2 separate regions of the Pan troglodytes genome follow, and region 1 is linked to region 2. The links are chromatin contacts, called in public Hi-C maps. All regions are on one chromosome and are shown on one strand. The core of a region is the stretch at or near the end of the contact, and the rest is flanking DNA. Distances in the headings are between cores, read along the strand shown.

Evidence for each region. A called contact is a pair of places that touch in the nucleus more often than the background predicts.
Region 1: a Hi-C map of stem cell-derived neural progenitor cells shows a contact between it and region 2, with 5 times the contacts expected there. The contact joins the enhancer-like site here to the promoter of SOX21 in region 2. A contact is called at or near these places in 1 of 7 Hi-C or Micro-C datasets (stem cell-derived neural progenitor cells) and 1 of 1 datasets of contacts at active chromatin or transcription factors (stem cell-derived excitatory neurons).

What each region holds. Positions count from the first base shown.
Region 1 is chr14:100,709,789-100,714,927 of NHGRI_mPanTro3-v2.0_pri, reverse strand. The region is part of intron 20 of ABCC4 (ATP binding cassette subfamily C member 4); the gene reads left to right. Among named protein-coding and RNA genes, the nearest start is that of ABCC4, 200 kb to the left of the region's middle. Within about 2 kb of position 3,672, at least 4 of the 24 cell types and tissues checked have an H3K27ac peak or open chromatin away from gene starts, as enhancers often do. A contact at or near this core is called in stem cell-derived neural progenitor cells, where this site is marked.
Region 2 is chr14:100,318,514-100,323,690 of NHGRI_mPanTro3-v2.0_pri, reverse strand. It overlaps SOX21 (SRY-box transcription factor 21), which reads left to right and starts at 1,560. Exons shown (of 1, transcript XM_016925450.4): 1 at 1,560-5,177. The coding sequence starts at 3,049. The coding sequence ends at 3,879.

The DNA.
Region 1 (5,139 bases), core at 2,423-4,922, 390 kb before region 2:
CAGTCCCTGGTGCCAGAAAGGTTGAGGACTGTGTTCTAATCCACTCGTTTGTTTTCATCACCTTCTGGATTCACAGCACCCTCCACTCCACCTGTAGCACATGCCTGCCACTGGGCTGCCTCTGGCGGACCCCACTCTCTGCCCCAATCCTTGGCCTCATTATGCTTCCTCAGAGTCAGTTGTGATTCTTCCTCAACGTATTCATGCTACTTATCCTTGTTACTGTAATTTTGTGATGGCAATACTTATCATATAAACTGATGAAACAGGAATGCCATAAGAAAGATTTGTTTGACAAGTTGAAGCCTTGGGAAAGAAAGCTTCACTTTAAAAAATTGTTAACAAATTATGTGTGGATGAGAATAAATGCGGTGGAGATGAGAATTGGAGGAAAATAGGATTGTGTGCTAATAGCTTCACACGTGTCTTGAAATTCATAGATGATGTATTATGTGTGTGATATATATATAAGAAAGACCATGAAAATCTCCAACATCAGACCCGGACATGTTTTTTCATGCCTGTAATCTCAGCACTTTGGGAGGCTGAGGAGGGCAGATCACTTGAGGTCAAGAGTTCCAGACTAGCCTGACCAACGTGGCGAAGCCCCATCTTTACTAAAAACGCAAAAATTAGCTGGGTATGGTGGTGCACACCTGTAATCCCAGCTACTTGGGAGGCTGAAAGAATTGCTTGAACATGGGAGGTGGAGGTTGCAGTGAGTCAAGATCATACCACTGCACTCCAGCCTGGGCAGCAGAGAGAGACTCCATCTCAACAACAACAACAAAAAAACCCAAACCAAAAAAACCTCAAAACCAACTTTAAGGATTTTGTATTGTGTATCCCTTATTTCCATGCTGGCCAAATACAAGTTCACATCACAGCAGCAAAGGGCTTCGTCTGTTGCCCTGCTTGGGGAAGCTGGTAAGGCTTCCTGGTTATTCCTGAGCCATATGTAGGGGAGAAGGAGGCACATATGGCAGGAAGTGCAGGAGTTTAGGATATCTACAGGGACACTGCAGTGTGGAATAGCTGCATCAGGAGGTTTGAGACAAGGCATTAGAGGAGATCAGATGGAGAGATGCAGAGGGGCCAGATCACAAGAAGGCTTGTTTCTTAAGCACAGGAATTTAGAGTTTAGAGATTTGGGTGGAAGGATATGGAGAGGAATGGGAGACTGTCAGAAAGATGGGGTTGTACCAGCATCAGGAAAACAAGAAAGGATACTGGTTTGGACAAGTTTCTCTTTAGGACATCCAGGTCAGAATGCCTTGTGTGGCTAATGAAAGCCCTTGCTTCTGAATAGGGGGCCCACATTGCAGGATAGTCGATCCCCTCAGGCATGTATCATTCACAAGGCTGTGTCCCAGTAGAAGGCCAGTTAGGTTTGCACACCACCGTGAATGCTTTACTAGATCAACTGTTAAAGCTGTCATATATCTTGCCAATCCTGTCAAATTATAGTTGCTTGCAAAATTGGAGCTGTTCTCAATTCTAAAATTAAAAGGAAGCCAGCATCATTTATGTGGTCTGTTTAGGGTGATTCTACCTCAGGATATCAGAGCCATGAAAATTCCCTTTGCCACTGCTCTTGGTTCTCTAGGAAAAGCTTCAGGTTTTGTTTTTGTTTTTGTTTTCTGTTTTTTTGTTTTTGAGGTGGAGTCTCGCTCTGTCGCCCAGGCTAGTGTGCAGTGGCGTGATCTCAGCTCACTGCAAGCTCTGCCTCCCAGGTTCACGCCATTCTCCTGCCTCAGCCTCCCAAGTAGCTGGGACTACAGGTGCGTGCTACCACGCCAGGCTAATTTTTGTATTTTTAGTAGAGACAGGCTTTCACCGTATTGGCCCGGCTGGTCTCGAACTCCTGACCTCGTGATCCACCCACCTCAGCCTCCCAAAGTGCTGGGATTACAGGCGTGAGCCACCGCGCCCGGCCCAGCTTCAGGTTTTAAAGGTGTGAGTGTTGAGTGTGCTACTGTGAATAAGATTAGATGTGACTGGGCCAGGTGTGGTAGTTCACACCTGTAATCCCAGCACTTTGGGAGGCCAAGGTGGGTGGATCACTTGAGGTCAGGAGTTTGAGACCAGCCTGGCCAACATGGTGAAACCCCATCTCTACTAAAAATACAAAAATTAGCTGGGTGTGGTGGCAGGCCCTTGTAATACCAGCTACTTGGGGGGCTGAGGCAGGGAGAATTGCTTGAATCCAGGAGACAGTGGTTGCAGTGAACCAAGATTGTGCCATTGCACTCCAGACAGGGCGAGACTCGATCTAAAAAAAAAAAACAAAAAAAAAGGTGTGACTAGATATCACTTGTAAGTAAATAACTTCAAAGTATAATGTAGGGGCCAGGTGTGGTGGTCCATGCCTGTAATCCCAGAACTTTGGGAGGCCGAAGTGAGAGGATTGCTCAAGGTCAGGAGTTCAAAACCAGCCTGGGCGACATAGTGAGACCCCTTCTCTATAAAAATAATAAAAGACTTTGCCAGAGATGGTGTCTCATGGCTGTAGTCCTAGCAATTTGGGAGGCCGACCTGGAAAGAACTCTTGAACCCAGGAGTTTGAGACCAGCCTGAGGATTATGGTGAGACCCTGTCTCTACAAAAAAATAAAACAATTAGCTAGTTGTAGTGGTGCGTGCCTGTAGTCCCAGCTACTCTGGAGGCTGAGTCAGGAAGATCACTTGAGCCCAGAAGTTCGAGGTTGCAGTGAACCACAGTTGTGCCACTGCACTCCAGCCTGAGCAACAGAGCCAGACCCAGACTCAAAAGAACCAAAAAATAATAATAAAAAATTTCAAGTGTAGTGTAGGATGGAATGGGAGAGGCTTGGAATCATCCTTCTTAAGTTTGACTCCTAGCTGTACCACTTACTTTCTCTTTCCTCACAAAGCCACATGCTACATCTCTGTAAAATGGAGAAAATTCTACCTATTCCATGAGGGTTATTGTGAGGATAAAATGAAGTCATTTCAATAACATTCTTAGCATAACATCTAAGCTCACTAAATAAAAGGTATTTTTTAAATACTACGTATATTTTTAAGTGGGAGAAATAGCCTGACAATGACATTATGCTGCATTAAGGTAATTGTCAGACAGTTACCAGAACCCATAAGTATTAGGACATGAGTTTGTATTCCAGATATTAGGTTTATTATCCCTGAAGGCTTTAATGGCTATTTTCTCTTTTGGAACCACAGTATCAAAATCAGTTGTTTTCAGAATAAACCAGTGAGCACTAAATATCTCATAATAACGTAATTTTCATAATATTGCTGAAACTTCCTTGGCCCTTGATAACATTGAGTGTAGAGTCTGAGTTATCTAGACTTCTGCTAGCTAAAATCTTTGCCTCTAAGAAGTCTTCCTACTAGAAAAAAACAAATGAAAAATGAAGATAAGATGCAGAGGTTGGATTTAGGCATTTTAATTTTTTCTGTTTAAATTTGGGAGTGCTCTGAGTATGCTAACTTGCACACAGCTGCACTCAGCAAAATAGTGTAATTTATTGAGGCACACGGAATTGCAAAACCTTTCTTCCCTACACACCCCTCATCTAAAAAAAAAAAAAAATCAGCAGCTTGACTGAGCTTAAATAACTGACTTTTCATATCCTTTCATGGAACACAAAGGACTAATCCTGAGGCTACTTGAGCCACCAATGCAGGCAGCAGTGGAGACCACCACTGAATGTGCCAGTCCCTCCTCCCACAAACAAAACACGTTGACTGCAGCTTTATGAAGTGAAATGCCCAAGAAAAAGAAAATGTGAAGGAGGTGTCCTCAGTCATTTCTTCCCCAGGGGGGTGGGAGGGCAGGATGAGGGGCAGGAGAAAAAGCTGCTGCATCTGGATGTGGAGAACAAAGCCATCCTAAGACTTGAGTATAATAGGTTGGGTCACTCGCTTTTATAGAAGCAAAAGAGTGGAACTGCCTTGACTTGTCTCAGTACCACTGACCCTTACATTTCATTGTGTAGAGATGTCAGGGAAAGTGTGTAGAAAGCACACTGAACAATGACTTTGTCATTTTGAGATTTCTGAGGTTTGTTCACCCCTTCCCCCAACTCCTACCCTCAAATCCCCATTGGACAAAAGAGATCGTTAGGTCGCCTTGCCCTCATTTGAAAGATCTCTGTTTTACTGAGTCTTTCAAAAGTAAACTCATCCATTTTAACTGAATCACAGTGTTTTCATGCTTTCAAAGTCAACAAAAGAGTTTTAGTCACTGCATTTACAAGGATGGACTAGTCTGTGAAAATGCCAGCCCTAGAGATAATGATTCATGCCAACTGCCACATTAAAGTGGATTTCCTTGTTAATAGACAGGGCAGTTGATGACATGAGTTACTGGAAATATTTGCCAACTCTTGACCCCTGGATTTCTGAGATCAGGATGATAGGATTCACACAGGCCCACTCTAACAATTCCTTTACCTTTTCTTTTTTAATGAAAGATGCAATGGTTGGGTTTTTTCCAGTGTGATAGCACATGTAGAAAGCAGTACTGTCACCATTAGTGTGGTGACAGTTAATCACTGGGGACCCTCCCAGGCTTCCCAGGCTGGCAACCAGTGTTCCAATTTTTCCCAGCATGTGTGTTCCAATGATAATGTTTGTAGTTTAACAAGAAGCTAATTAAGACCTAAAGAAAAAAATTAAGAGTCTCATTTTTATCAAGTCTGGTGGTATTCAGCAGAGCATAGAACTTTCCATTCTGGCATATTGGATGATGTCCATTGCAAAACAATAGTGGCCATTCATGGTGCTTTCTCTTCTTGTCATCTTGCATCCTTAGTAATGATAAAATGGACAGCTATTACCCAGGAGAGGAAAATGGCTAAATGTTTACTTAATTGAGGACCTTTAAATTCTCTCTATGCTATTCTTGAGTGATTACATTCATTTTTGTCTGTATACTTACTGAGTTTTCTTGATAAGATGAACAAAAAAAGGTTTGGACTGGAGAACTTGCCTGAGTTTTATTAAAATCTTGCAGTCACTATTTTATATATGGATGTATCACTTCCATCTGATGTGGGGCATGGGTAAGTGTAATCTGTTCTGCTTGTGAGTTTTGTGACTTACTTGTTTTCTTTCAGCCCTTTCCCTGGGTCCATTGACTTAGTGTTCTCTC
Region 2 (5,177 bases), core at 311-2,810:
GTTCTTTATGTGCCAGTGTATAGTATTTTTGTCTCAAACCTATAAGTCAGTAGGTGAAAAGCTCAGGGACGATAATTTTGTAGTTTATCATCACAAAACAGTATATTTAATATTCCAGTCTATGTAATTACACATGCTAGTGTTTTCCCATTGCTCCAGCCAGAGTCTGTGAATGACAAGAGTGTCTTTACAGAGCCTGTAAAGGAATATGGTTCTGGAGAAATCAGTCCAATTATTTTAACAATGCAAGGGCATAACCGATACAAAATAAGCTTGTCAATACGACATCTTCAGAAAAACAAAAACCCACATAGATGCCACTGCTGTTCACAGTTTTGTTATCACGACTGTAATTTTTAAGTCACTATTCTTTTATTAAAATGAACAAAACAAGCCTAACTTTTACATAAATCTGATGGCCTGAAACAGTTTTAATTCACGTTCATAATTACAATCAAAGCTTTTGTGTCTGTGTGTGTGTGTGTGTGAGAATGAACTGAACATAAATCGTAGGAAGACTTAAAGAGTTAACCGTTTCTAGATGTTCCTACTTGCACATACCACAGGGCTAGGTCAAATCCAAACTGCCAAAGAAAGAAGGCAAGCAAGTTCTCCCTGAAGGGCAGGCCACCATGTGAATAAAACCTCCAGACAGATCATGTTCTAAATGTGCCGCAGCATACCAAGAAGTGAGGAAAATATGGAAACAGAATCATGCTGTTTGACTTCTGCATCGTGTTAACTATTTTTTTTAAAAACTGCTCTAACTACTAAAGAAGGAAATTATGCTTAGCATAAAAATATTCCAGCACTGAGTGATTGGTACGTTTTACTTCTCTCTTCCAGGGAAACTACTTACACTTATTGATTTTAAACACCTTCACCTTAGCAGCGCATGTAAGTGAGACACTGTAAGTTAACTGTACCTTAAAGAGATCAGTATATAGATGGTTCTGGCGACCAGGATTACAACAAAAGACAAACAACACAGAATTTTTAAAGAACTGAATAGTCAGTCAAGGATGCATACTCTCAGCCTGGGCTAGCTCTTTTTTGGAAAGGTTGCCAAGAATGTCCTTATTCCCTCCAGAGTTATTTTTCACTCCACTACCTCTGACTGGGTGCATCGCCAGTGCAAGAAAATGCGAGAAGCCTCTGTTTCTGTTGCAAGCAACACCTGGACCTCCAAGGAAAATGAGCACTTTCTTGCTAGGAACAGTCTCCAACATTTTCAAGGGTGAGTCTCCCCTTCTCCAGGTTTAACCCTCTTCCTCCGTAGTTGGAGAGGCTCTCCTACTAGTGCCCGCCGCCTTCTTCCTCCCGGCGAGGATTCCAGGGCCGCAACCAGGGCAGCTGCACGCCAGGCCGGCCTGGGTAGCCGGGATGACACCAGGGGTTGCCAACGCCAAACAGTGCGCAGACTCCCCGGCGCGCTCCGGACTCTCCACTCGCCTAAACCTGCTCTCAAGTGAAAAGGAATGGGAGGAGGAGGATTGGGAGGGGGCGGGGGGCGGAGGGGATCTGTTAATTCGAGGTCCTGGGGGTGTGGGAGCGGGAGGCGGCTCCGCTGATCCCTCCTCCCTCCCCGAGTCCTGGGCTCCACCTCCTCCGCAGGCCCCCAGATATACACACACAGCCGCGGCTGGACATGCACACCCAGTGCCGGCTCCGGGCGCGCACACACGCAGGTAGCCACACTCACCTGAGCCGGTGCAGAGGGCGGCCTGGGCTGGGAAGGGGCCCCCTGCGCCGCGGGAGTGGGGAGAGCGGGAGGTGCCACAGCGCGGACCTGCGAACTGAGGTGATGGCCCGTTTTCCTTAACTCTCCTCCAGCACCTCCGCCCCTGCGCCGGCTCGGCTCTGGCCACAGCAGCGAGGACAGAGGGGCCCCGGGCGCGGCGGACTCGCGGGCGCACGCTCCCAGGAGCGCGCCGAGAGGGGCGCCGCAGCGCAGGAAACTTGGGCGAAGTTAGTTGCAAGTGCCAGGCGGCTGCCGAGAAGAGCGAGGCGGGGACGCGGCCGGTGCCAGGCCTGCGGCGCCGCGTGGAGGCTGCGCTGCCCTCCGCGGCCGGCGAGCTCCGGGAGCCCTAAGTCGGCAGGCGCACCTGAAGGGGCTCGGAGCGAACGGAGCCGGCATGGCCCGGGGGACGGCCAGACGCGGCTCCTTGGCGAGCCGGGAGAATTTCCTCTGAGGCCGGGCGACCCACGCTTGCTCAAGCCTCATCCACCCTCCTTCCTCGCCCCACCCGTCAGTCCAGCAGCGGCAGAGGAAGACTCGAGAGGCAGGTGCTGCGGGGGACAGCTCCCCCCTCTAAAAAAAAAAAAAATCACCCAGCCGATTGGGGGTTTCCCATCGGCGCACCCTGCCCGGAGCCAAGAAGACAGGCTGGTGCTGCTGTATTTGTATTTATATCCATTGCTGCGCTCTGCGTTCTCGTGGCACGCCTGGACACTCCTCCGCCTCCCCCTCCTCTTCCTCCTCCAGGGCCACCTCCCCGCCTTCCCCACCCCCATCTGCTTCTGTCAAATGAGAAAGTCACCGAGGAGAACCCAAACACTCCAGCCGCTGAGAGCCCCCTTTGGCACTTGGCAGCACGCGGCGGCGGGCTCCTCGGCTCAACTTCGAGGAGTCTCCGCGACGCAACTTTTGGGGACGCTTTGCATTTAAGAGAGAACGACCGAGGAGGAGGAGCGCTCTGCCCGGCCGCCGCTACCTGCGGGGAGCTCACCAGCAAACGCCACTGCAGACGAAGGACCCAAAGAACGTAAAGGGCAAACTGCCGCCGCGGGGAGGGGGCACCGCCGAGAAGTTAGAGTGTCCCAGAGACAACCTGCCCGAGCGCTCGGCCGGAGACACTAGGGCGGCCCGGGGCGCGGCGTGGCCCTGGGCTGGTCCCCCAGCCCCCTCCTCCGGGGCGGGAGCGACGCCGGGGCGCGACGAGCCCCGGCCGGCCGAGCGGGTCTCCGCGGGCAGCCAACATTGATTTCCTCCGGGCCGAGGGCGAGGGCCCGGGCGGCGGCGGGCTGCAGCCGCGGCAGGGCGAGAGCATGTCCAAGCCGGTGGACCACGTCAAGCGGCCCATGAACGCCTTCATGGTGTGGTCGCGGGCTCAGCGGCGCAAGATGGCCCAGGAGAACCCCAAGATGCACAACTCGGAGATCAGCAAGCGCTTGGGCGCCGAGTGGAAACTGCTCACAGAGTCGGAGAAGCGGCCGTTCATCGACGAGGCCAAGCGTCTACGCGCCATGCACATGAAGGAGCACCCCGACTACAAGTACCGGCCGCGGCGTAAGCCCAAGACGCTGCTCAAGAAGGACAAGTTCGCCTTCCCGGTGCCTTACGGCCTGGGCGGCGTGGCGGACGCCGAGCACCCTGCGCTCAAGGCGGGCGCCGGGCTGCACGCGGGGGCGGGCGGCGGCCTGGTGCCTGAGTCGCTGCTCGCCAATCCCGAGAAGGCGGCCGCGGCCGCCGCCGCCGCCGCCGCACGCGTCTTCTTCCCGCAGTCGGCCGCTGCCGCCGCCGCTGCCGCCGCCGCCGCCGCCGCGGGCAGCCCCTACTCGCTGCTCGACCTGGGCTCCAAAATGGCAGAGATCTCGTCGTCCTCGTCCGGCCTCCCGTACGCGTCGTCGCTGGGCTACCCGACCGCGGGCGCGGGCGCCTTCCACGGCGCGGCGGCGGCGGCTGCAGCGGCGGCCGCCGCCGCCGGGGGGCACACGCACTCGCACCCCAGCCCGGGCAACCCGGGCTACATGATCCCGTGCAACTGCAGCGCGTGGCCCAGCCCCGGGCTGCAGCCGCCGCTCGCCTACATCCTGCTGCCGGGCATGGGCAAGCCCCAGCTGGACCCCTACCCCGCGGCCTACGCTGCCGCGCTATGACCCCGCGGGGCCGCCTCGCGAGGACCGGTGTGCACACGTGTACATATGTATAGGTACGAGCGCTGCGGCCTCCCCGTGCGCCCTCCCGCGACCGGGGGCCCGGTTTGTATGTACATAGAATGTATAGGTGCCAGGCAGAGGCAGAGAGGCCAGGCGGGGCAGGAGTGGCCAAGCGCGCGAGGGCGCGGGCGAGCAGGCCTGTGAATTCGCAGGATCATTTCAGACCCGCACTTCGGCAGCCAACTCGAAAGCAGGCGGTTGTGTCCGGCAGCAGTTGGCGTTTGCTTTGCACTTCGGAACCTGTTGCGTTTTGACCCACGGAGGTGGAGGAGTAACTTTTTGACATGTTGGCCTTTCCAGTTTTGTTGGAAGTTTCATGGTCGGTTTTGTTTTTGTTTCTCATTCTTCTTCCTCGCCCCTCAGCCCCCCAACCCCCAACCCCCTCCCGGTCCGTGTTGCATGCACGCTGTTCAAATGTGAGGTCTGAAATGGCTGGCACACGGGAAAAGCTGCTTGTGTCATTCGTTTCTGGGAGTGGGATGGCTCTGAGCAGCCTCGCCTCCCTGTTTGTACTATTTGAACTTTGCAGATCTCTGTTCTCTCAAGCAGAACTCCCAACCGGATCCATTCTTGACCAGTGACCGGCTCGAATCTGGCCTTTTGTGTGAGATGATCACGGTTTCTTTTGTTTATCACGCCATTTGCAAATCAGAGCAAGAGCTCTTTCTCAAGGGCAAGAAACGCAAACAAGAAATATTTGTGAGATGAAAGTTGTCAATTGGATTTTCTTCCTAAACAAACAACAACAACAAACTACTAGAAGTCTCCCTGAGTCCACTCGCTTGGATTTCTGACACAGTTTACAAAAAAGGAAAAAGGCACTGCTCCTATTTTCCCTTATGGCTGAGTTCACCTTAAGATTGTAAATGTGTATATGTCAGTGAAAACATTGAGGCTTGGAAAATGTGTTATTTTCGTTGCCCTAAGTTTGAGTCGACTTTAGACTCAAAAACATTTTGAGCGAATATCAAAGTTAACTTTTAAAAATTGCGAAAGTATTTCAGAATCGCAATTTTATCGAAGATTAAATCAGACTTTTTTGTCTGGTAATTATATATTTATTATTTAGCAAAACTGAAGGAAAAAAGCACAGAATTGTTTCAACAGATGTCTCTCATTTTCAGCTAGCATTTCTCTCCCAAGTTGAGCTGGTTTAATGTGTTTTGGATTTCCCTCCTCAATTGGCTTATTTTTTAGATCACCTGCAATTCATTTGCAAATTGCAATAAAACACATTT